Linked DNA regions of Mus musculus: all the other regions are linked to region 2. A link is a contact called in public ChIA-PET and HiChIP or PLAC-seq data. All regions are on one chromosome and are shown on one strand. Each heading gives the region's core, a stretch centred on a gene start, on an enhancer-like site or on the middle of the called end of the contact. The rest is flanking DNA. Distances are from core to core; before and after follow the strand shown. Region 1 has its middle 24 kb from the start of Muc13. Region 2 holds the start of Osbpl11 (oxysterol binding protein-like 11). Region 3 holds the start of Itgb5 (integrin beta 5). Region 4 holds the start of Tfrc (transferrin receptor). Region 5 overlaps Heg1 (heart development protein with EGF-like domains 1).

Region 1 (2,700 bases), core at 23-2,522, 580 kb after region 2:
GAAAAGTGTCCTGTGAGTTCCAAAATTGCTTGTTGACTCACAAGTTTGGCCCAAATAGAACGGAGTGAAAGTTTTCATTTTGTTCTTTTATTACTGTGAAAAACACCAGGAGAGCCCCCAAACAAGGGTGCATTCACAGTGGGTCTACCATTTGTAGGTAGGGGAGAAGCTTTCGGTAGAAAGGCCTCTGCCCACCATTGGGATGAAGGGGGTGTGGGTGCTCTCCTACTTGGGGTTACATCCAGAAGGAGCCCCAAGAGGACACCAGCAACCCATGAGCAGAACAGACAGGCTGAGCCCATGCCTGGACACGCAGAGTCTTTGCTAGACAGAAGTGCTCAGAATGGATAATTTGTGTGCATAAAAGTGTCACAGTCCTGAATTGGGCTCCCATGACAAGGGAAGTAGGCAGAAGGGAAAAGCCACACTGCCTAGGAGATAATGAAATGGAGAAGATCCAGGCCAGGTAGAACTTGTTTATCCTGGGGGCATCAGGAACAGGGTTAAAAAGGAGGGTCTTCCTAGTTCCAGCCTGAGCTCTCTAAAACTCCAAGGTTTTTTGGTTTTGTTGTTTTTTTTTTTTTTGTTGTTTGTTTTCTTTTTTTCACTTCATGAGCCAGCTCATGACTACTGGGGCCTATTTCTTAGGAGGAGAAATAGCATCATGTGTTCCCACCATGGGCCTGGCTCTATGCATGTAAGGTAGGTATCTGGCCTTACAGCATGTGGGTTAGCCAGTGCTGAGCACTCAGAGGAGAAGCATGGGAATGTAGTTTCTGTGGCAAACTGCCTGCTTAGCATGTATAACGCCCTGGGGTTTAGCCTCGGAACCACATAAGCAGGGCAGAGTGGTACACTCTTAGAACCCCAGCCCTCAGAAGGTTGAGGCAGGAGGATCAGGAGTTCAAGGCCTTCCTGAAGAACAGGACACCCTGTCTTAAAAAAAGGGAAATACTGGCAGGTTTGTGGTTGGCAAGAGGCATATTGGTACGTGGCTTGGGCCCTCAGAAGTGAAAGGGGGTGGTCTAGGTGGGTTTTTGACATGAACAGCCAGGCTGAGGCAACCCTGTGAGGGCTGCCTGCCTTATTCTCAGACTCCCACGTAGTAGAAGTGTGAACCTATGTGGGCTGGGGGTGGAGTTGAGTGTCTGAGGTGCTGAGTGATCTTCTTAACTGGGGAGGTTGCTTCTAGAAGCGTCTTAAGTCATGTTGAACCAGAACTACTGTACGGTTAGAGCAGTCAAGCTGCCTGGTGGTATTTGAGGTCAAAGACTGAGCTGACTATTAGACTATTGTGGTCTAAAAGAGGAAGTCGTAAAAGACAGCCCGTAGAGGAGAGCAGTGTTGTTGGAAAGAGACTGGAGGAAAGTCTACCAAGATGCTGTCTATTCAGGTGTGAAGTTCCAGAGTGGGCACGGTAGCATCACCCCGGTGTGTGGCCTTTGGGTGCCTCCTTAAGCCACTTTGCCTAGTAGTGACCTGTATGGGTCTCTATAACTATGGGGCTTTGCCCAAAGCAGTAAAGCTGTACAGCCAAGTTGCTCTTGGCTTAGTGTTTCATAACACACTCAAAACTAGGGGCTTTACCCATATTTCTAAATTTATGTTCATTTTTCTTTTGAGACCAAAGCAATTCTTTGGGTAGAAGGACAATACAAGGTTTTGCATTTTGATATTTTATTTAAAACAGTCCATTACAGCAGATAGAAATGTTTATTTCCCTGAAAGCTCTTTTTCTTCTTCTGCTTCTATGGGAGGGTAGAGTCAGGAGTGGACCCCAGGGCCTTGCGCATACCAGACAAGTGCCGCCCTGTGGATCTGCACACCCCCAGCCCTCTCATATCTTCTTGACAGTATCAGTTCAAGGTTCTAGTCTTGTTCCAGCATGTTTGGTTACGGAAATGGTTCTGTAGCTTGCCTTTGGGAATATGTGTTCTTTTCTTTTCTTTTCTTTTCTTTTTTTCTTTTCTCTTCTTTTCTTTTCCTTTCTCAAATCCCCAAAGAAGAAAACACAATAGGAACATTGAAGTTAAAATAATCACTTTAAACTCTTTTTAAAATAACAGGTTAAGATAATAGGAACATTAAAGTATTGAATGTCAATCAATTCATTGTACTTTGGTGTCTCCACAAGGTCACACCCCTTTATGTCTGTTGCAAACTTTAGCCTGCACAGTAGCCTGTGAAACCAAAGGGGGACCATTTAGGTCTGAAAGGAGGCAGGTCCTGGCCTGCCTCTGTCACATGGGCATCTTCAAAGAAAACATTTTTCCAGTGGGGCTGCCTGGTAGATTCTGCTATATAATTTTAAATGATGGGCTCAATATCCTTGTTCTGAATTGTTGAGGAATGTGTGTTCCTCAACAGGGTAAAAAATAGTGATGGGGCGGAGCCAGTTTGTCAGGGGAACTGAACCGACTCCCTTAACTCTGGGCATTACCTAGGCCTGCTCTACAGAGAAAAGGACAGTTTGCCATGAGTTGCTGTGATGCATGTGTGTTGCTGGTGTTACAGGTAAACGGGGATGAGGCTGCAGTACAAACTCCGTTCTGTTTGTCCTGGATCTTGTTCTGTATACCTTTAATGCTGACACCCAGGTTGACTGTGTGAGACCCATCATGAGAATGTTATTTAAAGTTGTATTATAATGTCACCTCCAATAATTATTCAGTACTGTAGTAGCAATGTGTTATTTGTAAG
Region 2 (2,700 bases), core at 45-2,544:
TTTAGGTTCAGGTATGGTGGCACACGCCTTTAATCTAAGCCACATCTTCTACTGGAGGCCTACATCAGGACCTTGAAGAAAGAAGGTTCACTCTTCTTCAACTGATTGTACTTACTTGCTAGCAAGTCTGTTGGAATCTATTTCCACAGAAGACCAGCTTATACTAGCCTCACAGGCCTGACTTCCCACTCACAGCTGCCCATTGTTGGGTTAGTTGGACTACAGACTGTAAGTCATTACAATAAATTCCCTTACTATATAGAGACACTCCATATGTTCTATGACTCCAGAGAACCCTAAGACAAGGATTATTTCTTTTTTTTTTTTCCGAGACAGGGTTTCTCTGTGTAGCCCTGGCTGTCCTGGAACTCACTCTGTAGACCAGGCTGGCCTCGAACTCAGAAATCCGCCTGCCTCTGCCTCCCAAGTGCTGGGATTAAAGACGTGTGTCACCACACCCGGCTAAGGATTATTTCTTAAGTACACCAGTGTGGTTCTTTCAAGTAGTTGTTACCCAGGTTAATCATGCCCACCTGGTAGAGGTAAACTTTCCCTGTGCCTAGACAAAGAGTTAATGGCAGGCTGGGCCTTGCAGATGGTTGTGGTCCTGCATTGCCCCTGTGTCTTGTTTTAGGAATGCTCTTTGATGGGTATAATGGCAGGTTGTCTCCTTTTGCTGTGGGAGTGGAGCCTAACTGGAGGTCAAGCTGAGGGGATAAACAGTAAGAGAAACTTCTTCAGAGACCCCAAACTTCAATTATGGTAAAAGTTTTCTTTCTTACAGTTTGTAACAAACGTGGCAATAAACTACTTTTCTTCCAGTGTTATTGGTCCTTTTTAAGTAAGCTTATTAGTAAATCCTTTTTATATCAATCTACTTCAAGTTTCTCCAGCATCACCAAGAGCTCTAATTTCCAAGACAATTTCCTTTTCTTTAAGACGATTTACCTTAGTCCAATATCATGTTGGGTTTTTTGTTGCTCAAAAATGACTGATCAGTTATTTTTCCCCACTTTGTTCTGTAAATTCTTATTTTTTTAGGTTCCCTTAAAAGGCAAGGAATGGGGCTCCCCAAGAGAGTATAGGACCTGTTTAGCAAGACCGTTTCATTCCCTTTTTCTCCCTCCCTCCCGCCTGCTGCCTCTTTCCCCACTGCTTCTTTCAGCTCCTTCTCTCCCTTGAGGCTCCGGTCACCGCCTCCTTTCGGGATCGTCTGCCCCAATCAAAGATGGCGCCGCCGCTTCAATGCTAGCGGAAATGAGCTCACACGACACCGGAAAGGAAGGCGGGGAGAGCTAGCAGGCGGGTGGGTGACCGGCTGTGGGTGGGGCGGCGGCCCGGGCCCTGGCTCTGGCTTTTACGTTTAGGGCTAAGGAAGCTCCAGGGAGCGGTCGGCTCCTGTGAACTCCGTGGGGCTCCAGGGCTAGCGCTCTCGGAGGAGGCCACGGTGAACCCCTCGCCTCCGGCCCAAGCTCAGCGGCCTCGGAGCCCGCGTCCTGCCCGGCGGCGTCTGCCCGACCCTCCGCGGGCTTCGCGCGACCGCTCCGGCTCAGTTCGGGGCTGCGGTGGGAACCGCGGAGCTGGCTGGACAGGGCCCTTTCTCCCGAGGACCCGGCTGAGGAGAAGAAGCGGCGCGGCTGGCCCGACCCCCGAGTCCTGAGGTCAGGCCGTGGGCTCCGGGGCTCCCGGGCCGTGGACCCCGTCCTTGCCCCGCGTTCCCAGGCAGAGGATCCGCGACCTCGCCCGCGCCGCCCGGCTGCTCCTCGGAGTGTGGCACCGAGCCCTCTGGCGGGGTGATTTGTCCTCCTTGTTCTTGCTCGGGAGAGGCATCTATCTGAAGGGTACCCGTGCTCTTTAAAACTTTTAACCAAAGTGGAAATGCGTGTCCTCTTTTTCTGGACCACTGTCGATTTCCACTCTAGCCGAGGTCTGAGATCCCGTTGAGAGTAAAAAAACGAGAGAGAGAAAGGGGGAAAAGTACTTACAAAATAACTCTGCACTTGGTGTCCCTCGCCCGAGAAGGGCAGATGAACTTTGGAGTTAAGATGCAGGGAGGTGAGCCGGCATCGGTGATGAAAGTCTCCGAGAGTGAAGGGAAGCTGGAGGGCTTGGCCACAGCAGTGACCCCGAACAAGAACAGCGGCAACAGCAGCTGTGGGGGTGCCATCAGCAGTAGCAGCAGCAACAGCAGCCGCGGTGGCAGTGCGAAAGGCTGGCAGTACAGGTATGGCCCTCCAAAGTGATGTTCTGGGGTGGCTCGGAGTGTGATGGGGTCTGCATATCCCAGTTGGAAGGCCAATTCCAAAGCGGCTGATGATCTGACTTGGAGATAGAACCCTGCTTTCGTGAGCAGGATTGACTTTCTTCAGAAATTCATTCAACAGGTAATTTTTTGAGGCCCTTTGAGGAATTCAGAAATGTACCCCAGAGTTTTCTCGATTATCCAAGGGCTTATTCTTCCTCTGATTTATCTCTACACTCACTTCTGGTTTTTGCCTCTGTTGTAATCTGTTTACAAGCAAGCCTGAACGTCTCTTAGAGCAGAAACTGTGGAACTCAGCGCTTTGAGAGGCAAATGCTGGTCTTCAAAACTTGTGGAATGATTCGAGTAACAAGAGTCAGAGAAGATCTTATCCTTTGGTTGCTTGTGACTTAGAGAAGGGGAGGGACTTAAATACAGAGGCTGATAAGCAGTAGAGT
Region 3 (2,710 bases), core at 199-2,698, 640 kb after region 2:
ATCTACCTGGGCTGTTTCTGCAGCATGAATTCTTTTTTTTTTTTTTTTTTCTTTTGGTTTTTTGAGGCAGGGTTTCTCTGTATAGATAGCCCTGACTGTCCTAGAACTCACTTTGTAGACCAGGCTGGCCTCGAACTCAGAAATCTGCCTGCCTTTACCTCCCGAGTGCGCCACCACGCTTGGCATGCAGCATGAATTCTACTGGATAATGGTTAGCAGCAAACATGATTTTTTTTCGAGACAGGGTTTCTCTGTGTAGCCCTAGCTGTCCTGGAACTCACTCTGTAGACCAGGCCGGCCTCGAACTCAGAAATCTGCCTGCCTCTGCCTCCTGAGTGCTGGGATTAAAGGCGTGCACCACCACACCCGGCCAAATATGACTTTTAAGTCATAACAAAGCAATGTAGGACAGAGTACGAATTTGCATATGGTCCAAGGATGAACTTTGAAGTTTGCTCTGGATTGGTTCACTTTTCCCTATGCACACACTACAAACTGGCTCCTGTCAGTGCCACCCAGTTAAGAGTTTGAAAGGTGGACACAACAAAGTTTTTAAGATTCAAACGCCTTAGGTAGGTTTTTGCACCTACACCGCCAAGTCCTGACCTTCTAGCTGCTGCTGCTGCTGCTTCTGCTGCTTCTTCTTCTTCTTCTTCCTCTTCCTCTTCCTCCTCCTCCTTCTTTTTCTTCTTCTTTTATTTATTTATTTTTTCTTTTGGTTTTTTCGAGGCAGGGTTTCTCTGTGTAGCCCTGGCTGTCCTGGAACTCACTCTGTAGACCAGGCTGGCCTCAAACTCAGAAATCTGACTGCCCCTGCCTCCCAAGTGCCGTGTAAAGTCGTGTGCCACCATGCCCAGCTCCAGCTGGTTCTTAATAGGCAAAGGTTAGGCTGCCTTACTTAAATCTGGATTTCAGGGAAAAAGCTAGCAGTCGCTTCCTCCAGTATATTAACCCTTGGTGGCTCAGTTTGCTCACCTAAACAACGGGAGGGATGTTAGCACTTATCACAGTGCCTGCTCACCAGGGTGCCCTCCGCTTCACCTGAACTTCCACGTTCCACGTGTCCTCCCCTGCCCATCCCAAGCGTGGCGTCTGGATTGAATATTCTCGGGCGAGGCCTGGCCTGGCATGCGCTTGTGGCATGACGAAATGGCCTGACAGATCCAAGCCGTAACTGCCCCACGATCCTGAAGTCAAAACTGAGATTGCTTTGGCCCAAGTAATCTCTGCAGGCCTAATGGAGCGCGCCCCGCCCCCTCCCAACTCCAAGACCGGGGAGGGAGACCCTAACTAGAAGTTTCGAACACCCGATCCCCACAAGTGGGTCAGCTGTGACAGCCACCTGGGCAACCCAGGATCTAGGCGTGCTGGCGGGTCCCGGTGCAGGGCGGAGCTGGTCCGGCCCGAGCTCGCCCCGCCCCGTCCCGCCTAGCCGTAAACTGACCGAGTGGCGGCCCGCAGGAGAGGGGGGAGGAGAAAGCAGAGAAGAGTGGGGGCTGGCGGCCGAGGAAAAAGGGAAGGGTCTCCGAGAGTAGACGCGCGGGGGACTCGGCGAGGGTGCGTCCGGAGCAGCGACAACTCCGAGCGTCCCAGCGGGCCAGCGAGGAGGATGGTGGCGGCCGGGCGCGGACCAGCCCGGCCGCGGGCGCCGTGAGCCGGAGCGCAGCGCCCGGCATGCGGCTGCGGTCCCCGGCCTCGGCCCCGCTCCGCCCCCGCCGAGCGCCCCAGCCGAGCGGCGCGCATCATGCCGCGGGTGCCCGCGACCCTCTACGCCTGTCTGCTCGGGCTCTGCGCGCTCGTTCCGCGCCTCGCAGGTAAGCCGCGCCGCCCCGCCGCGCGCTCCTCAACTTTTGCTCGCCCGCGGCCGCTTGCGGGAGCCGAGGGTGCAGTGCACCCCAGGGCGCTCCCAGAAGGGTCGGCGAGGCGCGGGCATCAGATCTGCGTGCGCTGGCGGGTTCCCTCCCGGGCTGAGGAGGAGCCTTCCCTTCCTGTGTAAACAGTGTGCGTCTGGTGGCGGAGCCCGAGGGCGCTGGGGACTTGGGAGGGGAAGCCTCCGGGCCCGGTGCTGGGGCCCTAGCTCTTCGCTCGCCTGCACAAAGCGGCCCTTGTGGCCCGCGGGGAGTGATGTGGGGGCCAAAGTGTGGCGACCGAGTCATCCCGGAGGTCTGTGGATAATGCAACTTTCGAAGTTTGCTCTAAATTGAAAGTTGTCATTACTCTCTGTAAGTCCGAAGTCGCTGCCCCACCTGGTACACCGCCATCTGATACTGTTCGGTACTGTGATTCACAAACACTGTGTCCGGACTGCGGAGGGGCTGCTGGCGCTACCTTAGCCGGATGCACCCTGGCGCTGATGCGGGAGCCCCCAGCTACCTGCGTTCAGTTTTCAGACTTGGGAGTGGCAATTAAGTTTAGGGACCGGACAGTGGTGGCACACGCCTTTAACCCTAGCATGCTACACAATGAGACCCTGTCTTAAAAAAAAAAATCCCTATAGGAAGAATGATAGTTGACGCTCCTACCTCTTCCAAACCTACCCACTCAAAGAGGAGTTTCCGAACTTTCCTCTTCCTGTCGGAAGTAATTGTGTATTGATTAAGAGTGCGCTATTCACTTTCAAGCCCGAGGTACTTGTTTGCCTCTCTGAGCCCAGTGGTTGCCTGGCTGCTTGAGGGGAGAACTCTGTTACCCCTACCCGTCTCATTTACAT
Region 4 (2,718 bases), core at 139-2,638, 580 kb before region 2:
GTGAAACAGAAAGACCTTCACTTCAAACTGCCATCATTGTTTTCATTTGTTTTTTGAGATGGAGGTTCTTGCTGTACAGCCTAAGCTGGCCTGGAAGTCACCCATCTTTCTGCTCCAAATTCTGAGCTATGGGGGTACCAAACACTGCTGTGTGCTTCTGTGCTTCTCTTACAGGGACTCAGTCTATAGCCGGAATCATTATTTCTTCTTTTTTTTTTCTTCTTCCTCTTCCTCTTCCCCTTCCTCTTCCTCTTCTCTCCCATCCCCCTCTCCCTCCTCCTCTTCCTTACCCCCTCTTCTTCCTCTTCCTCTTCCTTTTTTGTTTTTTGTTTTATTGTTTTTAGACAGGGTTTCTTTTTGTAGCCCTGGTTGTTCTGGAACTCTCTATGTAGACCAGGCTGGCCTGAACTCAAGAGATATGCCTGCTCTGCCTTTCACTGGAATTAAGGCCTGTGCCACCAAGACCTGCTTATGGTCTGAATTTCAGAGATCTCTCAATGGCTGTGTGCTCTGGCTTTATATATATTTTCTGGAGTAGTACAATTTGGACAAAGAAGGGTCTAAAGGGACCAGCAGTTAGTAAATCCCAAATACGCGTTGAATTTTAGAGCAGATAAGCCAAAGGTCAAATTCGTGGCTGGGAAGTAGATTAGTACTTTAAAAGACATTCCCAGGGTCCCTAAGGGCTCCATCTGGGAGCGCGCTATCTGTAGTCCTGTTGTGGTTTAAGATACCACTCTCTTTGTTATTTGTAAATTTACCACAGGCTGGGCAGTAAAGTACAGATAGGAAGAAAAGAGTGTGAACGTTTGCAGTTTTAACAGAACTCCTTTTATTTGCTATGCATTGCAACAACCCTCTAAAAGCAATAATGGCGATAAACATGCAAGTTAATCTACAACTTTATCACCCTAGTAAATCATTGGTTCCTATTTCCCTTCCATAGGCTGAACATAGTGAGCACTGGTAGCTCTTTGCTTGGCTTAAGCGCTGCTTGTTAAAATCTAAAAAAAAAAAAAAAAAAGATTTGCAGTTTTGCTTTAAAGTTTTTCCTTTAAAGCATCTCTGAGCTGCAAAAACTCGTCTTTAGGATATGGTTTTGGCGGAGACCTAAGCCTGCAAGTAGGAATATTTTAAAGAGTAAAGGCTGATACTTTCGAACTTGCACCGCAGGGTTGGGTGTCGGTCAAGGTTAGGCGGAGGGCGACAGGCCAACTCCAAAGACACGGCGGGGGAGGGGTGCGGTGGAGAAAGCGAGCCGCAGCCAATCGCACGCGCTCTCCCGACACCTGCCGCCTTGGCGCCTTTTCTAGGCTACTCCGCGCACGCACTGGCTGCGCGCGCAGTTCGCCTCCAGCGGTCTTGGGGGAGCACCTCGGTAGGTGTACGTGCGGAAGGAAGTGACGTAGATCCAGAGGGCCGGCCGGGGGGTGGGGCCGAGCTATAAGCTTTGGGTGGGAGGCAGCGCTGCCTTCAGAAGGCGTGCGGAGCGCGGGCTGCTGCATTGCGGACTGTAGAGGCGCTTCCTAGTGAGTGACTCCCTTGTCAGCGGCACGGCCCATCGTGGTCCTCGCGTGGCGGGCGGACCAGAGCGAGACGCCAGGGCCTGGGTGGTGCGGGCGGGGAGGCGGAGGGGTGTCGCGGAGTCCGGGGCTGAGGAGCGCGGGTTGCAGGTGCAGCGCGGTGGGTGTGGGGAGCCGCTGTACCCTGCGCCCCTCGGGTCCTCCGGGCCTTCGCAGGCCAGTGCTAGGCCGCGGGTTCGAGAGTCACCACGCTGAGGCGCAGGCTTGTTCCGCCGGGAGCACGTGGTGGCGGCTGGAGGAAGTCGCCCCAGGGAACGGCTGTCGGGGTACGTGGGTGACCTTGGGGCCCCTCGCAGGAGGGCGTCACAGCTGAAAAGGACAAAGCTGTTTTCTATTCGGTTACTAGTGTCACGGACATTTAGAGGGGCGGGGGGAGCTTCCAATAACTGCACGTTGGAACTTCGGCACCACCTGGTCGGTTTTTTTGCCAGTCTCTCCCTCTTGGCCCAGCGTGTGGAATCTCATTTTTCTAGGGCAGAATAGGTCTGAACGCTGCAGGTAATACTAAGAACGTCTCTAGCATCTCCTAAGATGGGAGAACGTAGAAATACGACCTCTTTGTACGAGCTCTTTTAGAACTAGCTGTAGAGAACCAGCGTGCACCCTGGTGTTGGACAGCTCTCTAAAATGGTGTTTGAGGGTAAGAAAACTGCATTTGCAAATTTTTCAGTTAGCACACTTTGTCCCGAGCGTAAAATGAAATGATCTCCTTATACTTAGGCAGAAGACTGGACTGGATTGCTGTTCAGTTTCTGTGCTATTTTTTTAAAATAGGATTTAAGTGGGAAATAGTTGTGTTACAGAAATTCTCGGCTATTCTGTGCTATTTTTTTTTAAATAGGATTTAAGTGGGAAATAGTTGTGTTACAGAAATTCTCGGCTACCTGATACTTTTATTCTAAGATTAGATGAGTTGGCTCTGAGCTGTGAAATATGACCTCTTTGACAAAGACATTTAAGCTGATTCAGGATGTTATCTACAAAGAAAACGGGATTTAGCTTGTGTGGGTCCACTTGCATTTATTTTCTGTTAAGGATTATAATAAACTGCTTTATACAGGAATCCAATATCAGCTGTTTTTTATATAGAGAGCATAATACTTTTTACTTTGAGAGAGGATGTTGTCAAGGAATG
Region 5 (2,723 bases), core at 46-2,545, 530 kb after region 2:
CCCTCTAAAATGTTCACTACAGAGGACTTTAGTCAGAGAGCATACCCCAGAGAGCGCCTGAGGCCAATGAGGAAACAAACCTCTGTGGAAACAAGCCTCTGCCCTGTGTTTAAAGTTAGCCTGGCACCTTCTAGCCTACCCAGAAAGCTCGATAAACCTCTCCTACTGAATGGACTTCATGAGATTCTACTAACCCTTTCTGAGTCCGTGACTGACACGGGAGCTTTGGGGATGTAGGCCTAAGGAGGACCAGCAGGACCCGCCACAGCAGACTTGGAGTCAACCTGCCGTACCAGCCTGCTCAGTGAATGAGGACAAGCAATGGGGTCCTTGTTCAGGGGAAGAGTTCGTGATTTTTCTAGCAGTGTGACCTAGAGAAAAGCCCAACGCTTAAACCAGTCAGGTCTATAATGTCCCTCAGGAGATGTGCCTACGGACGATAAACCAAGGGCATGGTGGGAGGTTCTTTTGATCTGAAAGGTGGCAGCATTTGATGATCCATACATACTCAGTCTGTGTCGTCTGGGCCTCCTTTACTGCCACCTAGGAGCACGGTGTGTGGAGCTGAGTGTGTTTTTGCCAACTTGACACAAACTGGGAAGAGGATCCCTCAATTGAGAAAATATCTCCATCTGATTGTCCTGTGGGGCAAATCTGTGTGTTTGTGTGTGGGTGTGTTTGTGTGTGTGGTTTTTGTTCTGATTTGTTTTGTTTGTGTGGGTCCTGGTTCTGTAAGAAAGCAGGCTGAGGGGCTAGAGAGTTATCTCAGTGGTTAAAAAACACTGACTGCTCTTCCAGAGGTTCTGGGTTCAATTCCCAGCAGCCACATGGTGGCTCACAACCATCTGTAAGGGGATCCGATGCCCTCTTCCTTTGTGTCTGAAGACGGCTACAATGTACTTATATACGTAAAATAAATAAATTCATCTTTAAAAGAAAAAAGGAAAAGAAATCAGGTTGAGCAAGCCAGTAAGTAGCGCCCCCTCCATGGGTCTACTTCAATGATAAGCTTTTACCTAGAACTTTACAATAAAATAAGATAAACGTTCTTTATTTCCCGAGTTGCTCTTGGTCAGTATTTTATTACGGCAACAGAACACAGAGCAGAACAGACTGATCAGTACAGCACCTTCCACATCCTGGGTAGCCAGGAGTTAATCTGTTTCTGAACAGAATCTATCTTACAGCACCTAAGCACGCCCAGGACGATGAGCCAGGGGGCGTTGCTCTCCACCCTCTCCTGCCTCGCTGCCTCTCTAGACTTTCCGTGGTCTCTTTGACTGTTGGTCCTGGTGTGGGGGCGGGGCTATAAACAAAGCAACAAGTGGCCCCGCCCCGGTGAGGAGGGCGGGGAGGAAGCTCTGTTCTGAAGGCACAAATGTGTATGTTGAATTGTGTGAGAGTGACTACAATTCCGCACTAAATTTAGTGTGAGCTTCCTGGAAATGGGGGCACAAAGGGAAGCTGGGTGGAGCGTGGGATTGTTGTCGGACAGTCAGCATACCGTTTAGCCCATAGGCAGTGGGCGGGCAGTTCTTCCAAGAGGAATATTTATTTATGTAAGGGATTGCTGAAGATCATAATAGAAACTACTTTCAATTGCTGGTTTTGTGAGAGTCGTGCTAATGTCCTTTGAAGGTGACATTTTGTAGACTCGCTAAGAGCTGGGGCGGAATAATGGGTCTTGACTTATGGGAGTCTTTCCTGTGGGCAGTTGAGCTGTTGCAGTCCAGGTAAATGGCTTTGTGGTGATGTCACTTTTGTGAAGGGAGAGGACAGAAACGACGTGAAGGACTTTGGATGTAGTCTGCCTTGTTGTAATACCCGCTGCCTCTGCTTTACTTCTGAGAGGTTCTGGATAGCCGTCAAGGTTGAGCAGTGTGACAGAAAGTGACGCGTGCTCACACCAGGTGAGCAGTCGTTCCCTCTGTGGCCTGTTACAAACACTAGGAACTTAGCTCAGGCCTTGTCCCAGTGGGAGATGGCATTCCAATTTTTTTAAATTTTATTTTAAAATGTTTATTAGCGGAGGGGAGTGCATTTGCCACAGTGTATGGGAGCCAAAGAAAAACTGAAGAACTCAGTTCTTCTCCTGCCACCCATGGCACACAGGACCGAACTCCTGTCAAGGTTGGTAGCAAGGGCCTTTACTGCTGAGTCATCTTGCCAGATTCATTCATCCTTCCTTCCTTCCTTCTTTTTAATTTTCTATTTATTTTTGCTTTTGCTGAGGCTCAAAGTCTGAAGGTTTCTCATTTTCCTAACGCCAGCCTGTGGGTTCTTAGTTAGTGCCGCAGGTGCCCGTGTAGGATCCTAGGCAGTGCCTGTGGACAAGCTAAGCAAGCATCCTTCAACCCCTTTCTCAAGACAGGGTTTCTCTGTGTAGACCAGGCTGACCTTGAACTCACAGAGATCCTCCTGCTTCTGCCTCCCAAGTGCTAGGACTAAAGGCGTGTGCCACCACTGCCTGGCTCAAGCATTGCCTTTTTTTCTAGAGGCACTGCTTTGCAGAAGTGTTCACACACATTGTGTTGCTTTACCGTGAGGATTAAATGAGAATTGTCAATCGGGCAAATAGCACAAGGCCTGGGGCTTTGCCACTGCTTACTTGAGGACCGCTGTTTTGTTTTGTTGGGGGCAGGGTCTTACGCTGTAGTTGAGGTGGGCCTGGAACTTGCTGTGTAGACCAAACTGACTTCCAGCTCCTGATCTTCCTGCCTCAA

The links. ChIA-PET counts read pairs in DNA pulled down with a chosen protein or histone mark. HiChIP or PLAC-seq counts read pairs in DNA pulled down with a chosen protein or histone mark.
Region 1: an H3K4me3 HiChIP or PLAC-seq map of pro-B cells shows a contact between it and region 2, with 6 times the contacts expected there. The contact joins the enhancer-like site here to the promoter of Osbpl11 in region 2. A contact is called at or near these places in 3 of 39 promoter capture datasets (the HPC-7 cell line, cranial neural crest and second pharyngeal arch cranial neural crest), 7 of 115 datasets of contacts at active chromatin or transcription factors (the 230-238 cell line, embryonic forebrain, embryonic midbrain and 4 more) and 1 of 9 other capture datasets (embryonic stem cells).
Region 3: a contact with region 2 is called in an H3K4me3 HiChIP or PLAC-seq map of embryonic forebrain, with 4 times the contacts expected there. The contact joins the promoter of Itgb5 here to the promoter of Osbpl11 in region 2. A contact is called at or near these places in 2 of 39 promoter capture datasets (the HPC-7 cell line and pre-B cells), 1 of 15 datasets of contacts at CTCF or cohesin (pro-B cells), 6 of 484 Hi-C or Micro-C datasets (the G1E-ER4 cell line, LSK cells, the N1E-115 cell line and 2 more) and 8 of 115 datasets of contacts at active chromatin or transcription factors (astrocytes, differentiating embryonic stem cells, embryonic forebrain and 5 more).
Region 4: an RNA polymerase II ChIA-PET map of memory CD8 T cells shows a contact between it and region 2, with 20 read pairs. The contact joins the promoter of Tfrc here to the promoter of Osbpl11 in region 2. A contact is called at or near these places in 1 of 484 Hi-C or Micro-C datasets (CD8 T cells) and 1 of 115 datasets of contacts at active chromatin or transcription factors (memory CD8 T cells).
Region 5: a contact with region 2 is called in an H3K27ac HiChIP or PLAC-seq map of extraembryonic endoderm stem cells, with 10 times the contacts expected there. The contact joins the enhancer-like site here to the promoter of Osbpl11 in region 2. A contact is called at or near these places in 3 of 39 promoter capture datasets (the HPC-7 cell line, HPC-7-derived erythroid cells and stem cell-derived epiblast-like cells), 1 of 484 Hi-C or Micro-C datasets (the G1E-ER4 cell line), 5 of 115 datasets of contacts at active chromatin or transcription factors (embryonic midbrain, embryonic stem cells, extraembryonic endoderm stem cells and 2 more) and 1 of 9 other capture datasets (embryonic stem cells).

The regions. Positions count from the first base shown.
Region 1 is chr16:33,768,764-33,771,463 of GRCm38.p6, forward strand. It overlaps a transcript of Heg1 not described here. Among named protein-coding and RNA genes, the nearest start is that of Muc13, 24 kb to the right of the region's middle. Within about 2 kb of position 1,273, at least 102 of the 459 cell types and tissues checked have an H3K27ac peak or open chromatin away from gene starts, as enhancers often do. A contact at or near this core is called in the 230-238 cell line, memory CD8 T cells and pro-B cells, where this site is marked.
Region 2 is chr16:33,183,777-33,186,476 of GRCm38.p6, forward strand. Osbpl11 (oxysterol binding protein-like 11) reads left to right here and starts at 1,295. Exons shown (of 13, transcript NM_176840.3): 1 at 1,295-2,224. The coding sequence starts at 2,028.
Region 3 is chr16:33,828,217-33,830,926 of GRCm38.p6, forward strand. Itgb5 (integrin beta 5) reads left to right here and starts at 1,449. Exons shown (of 15, transcript NM_001145884.1): 1 at 1,449-1,814. The coding sequence starts at 1,745.
Region 4 is chr16:32,607,508-32,610,225 of GRCm38.p6, forward strand. Tfrc (transferrin receptor) reads left to right here and starts at 1,389. Exons shown (of 19, transcript NM_011638.4): 1 at 1,389-1,529.
Region 5 is chr16:33,713,151-33,715,873 of GRCm38.p6, forward strand. The region is part of intron 2 of Heg1 (heart development protein with EGF-like domains 1); the gene reads left to right. Among named protein-coding and RNA genes, the nearest start is that of Heg1, 30 kb to the left of the region's middle. Within about 2 kb of position 1,296, at least 131 of the 459 cell types and tissues checked have an H3K27ac peak or open chromatin away from gene starts, as enhancers often do. A contact at or near this core is called in the G1E-ER4 cell line and stem cell-derived epiblast-like cells, where this site is marked.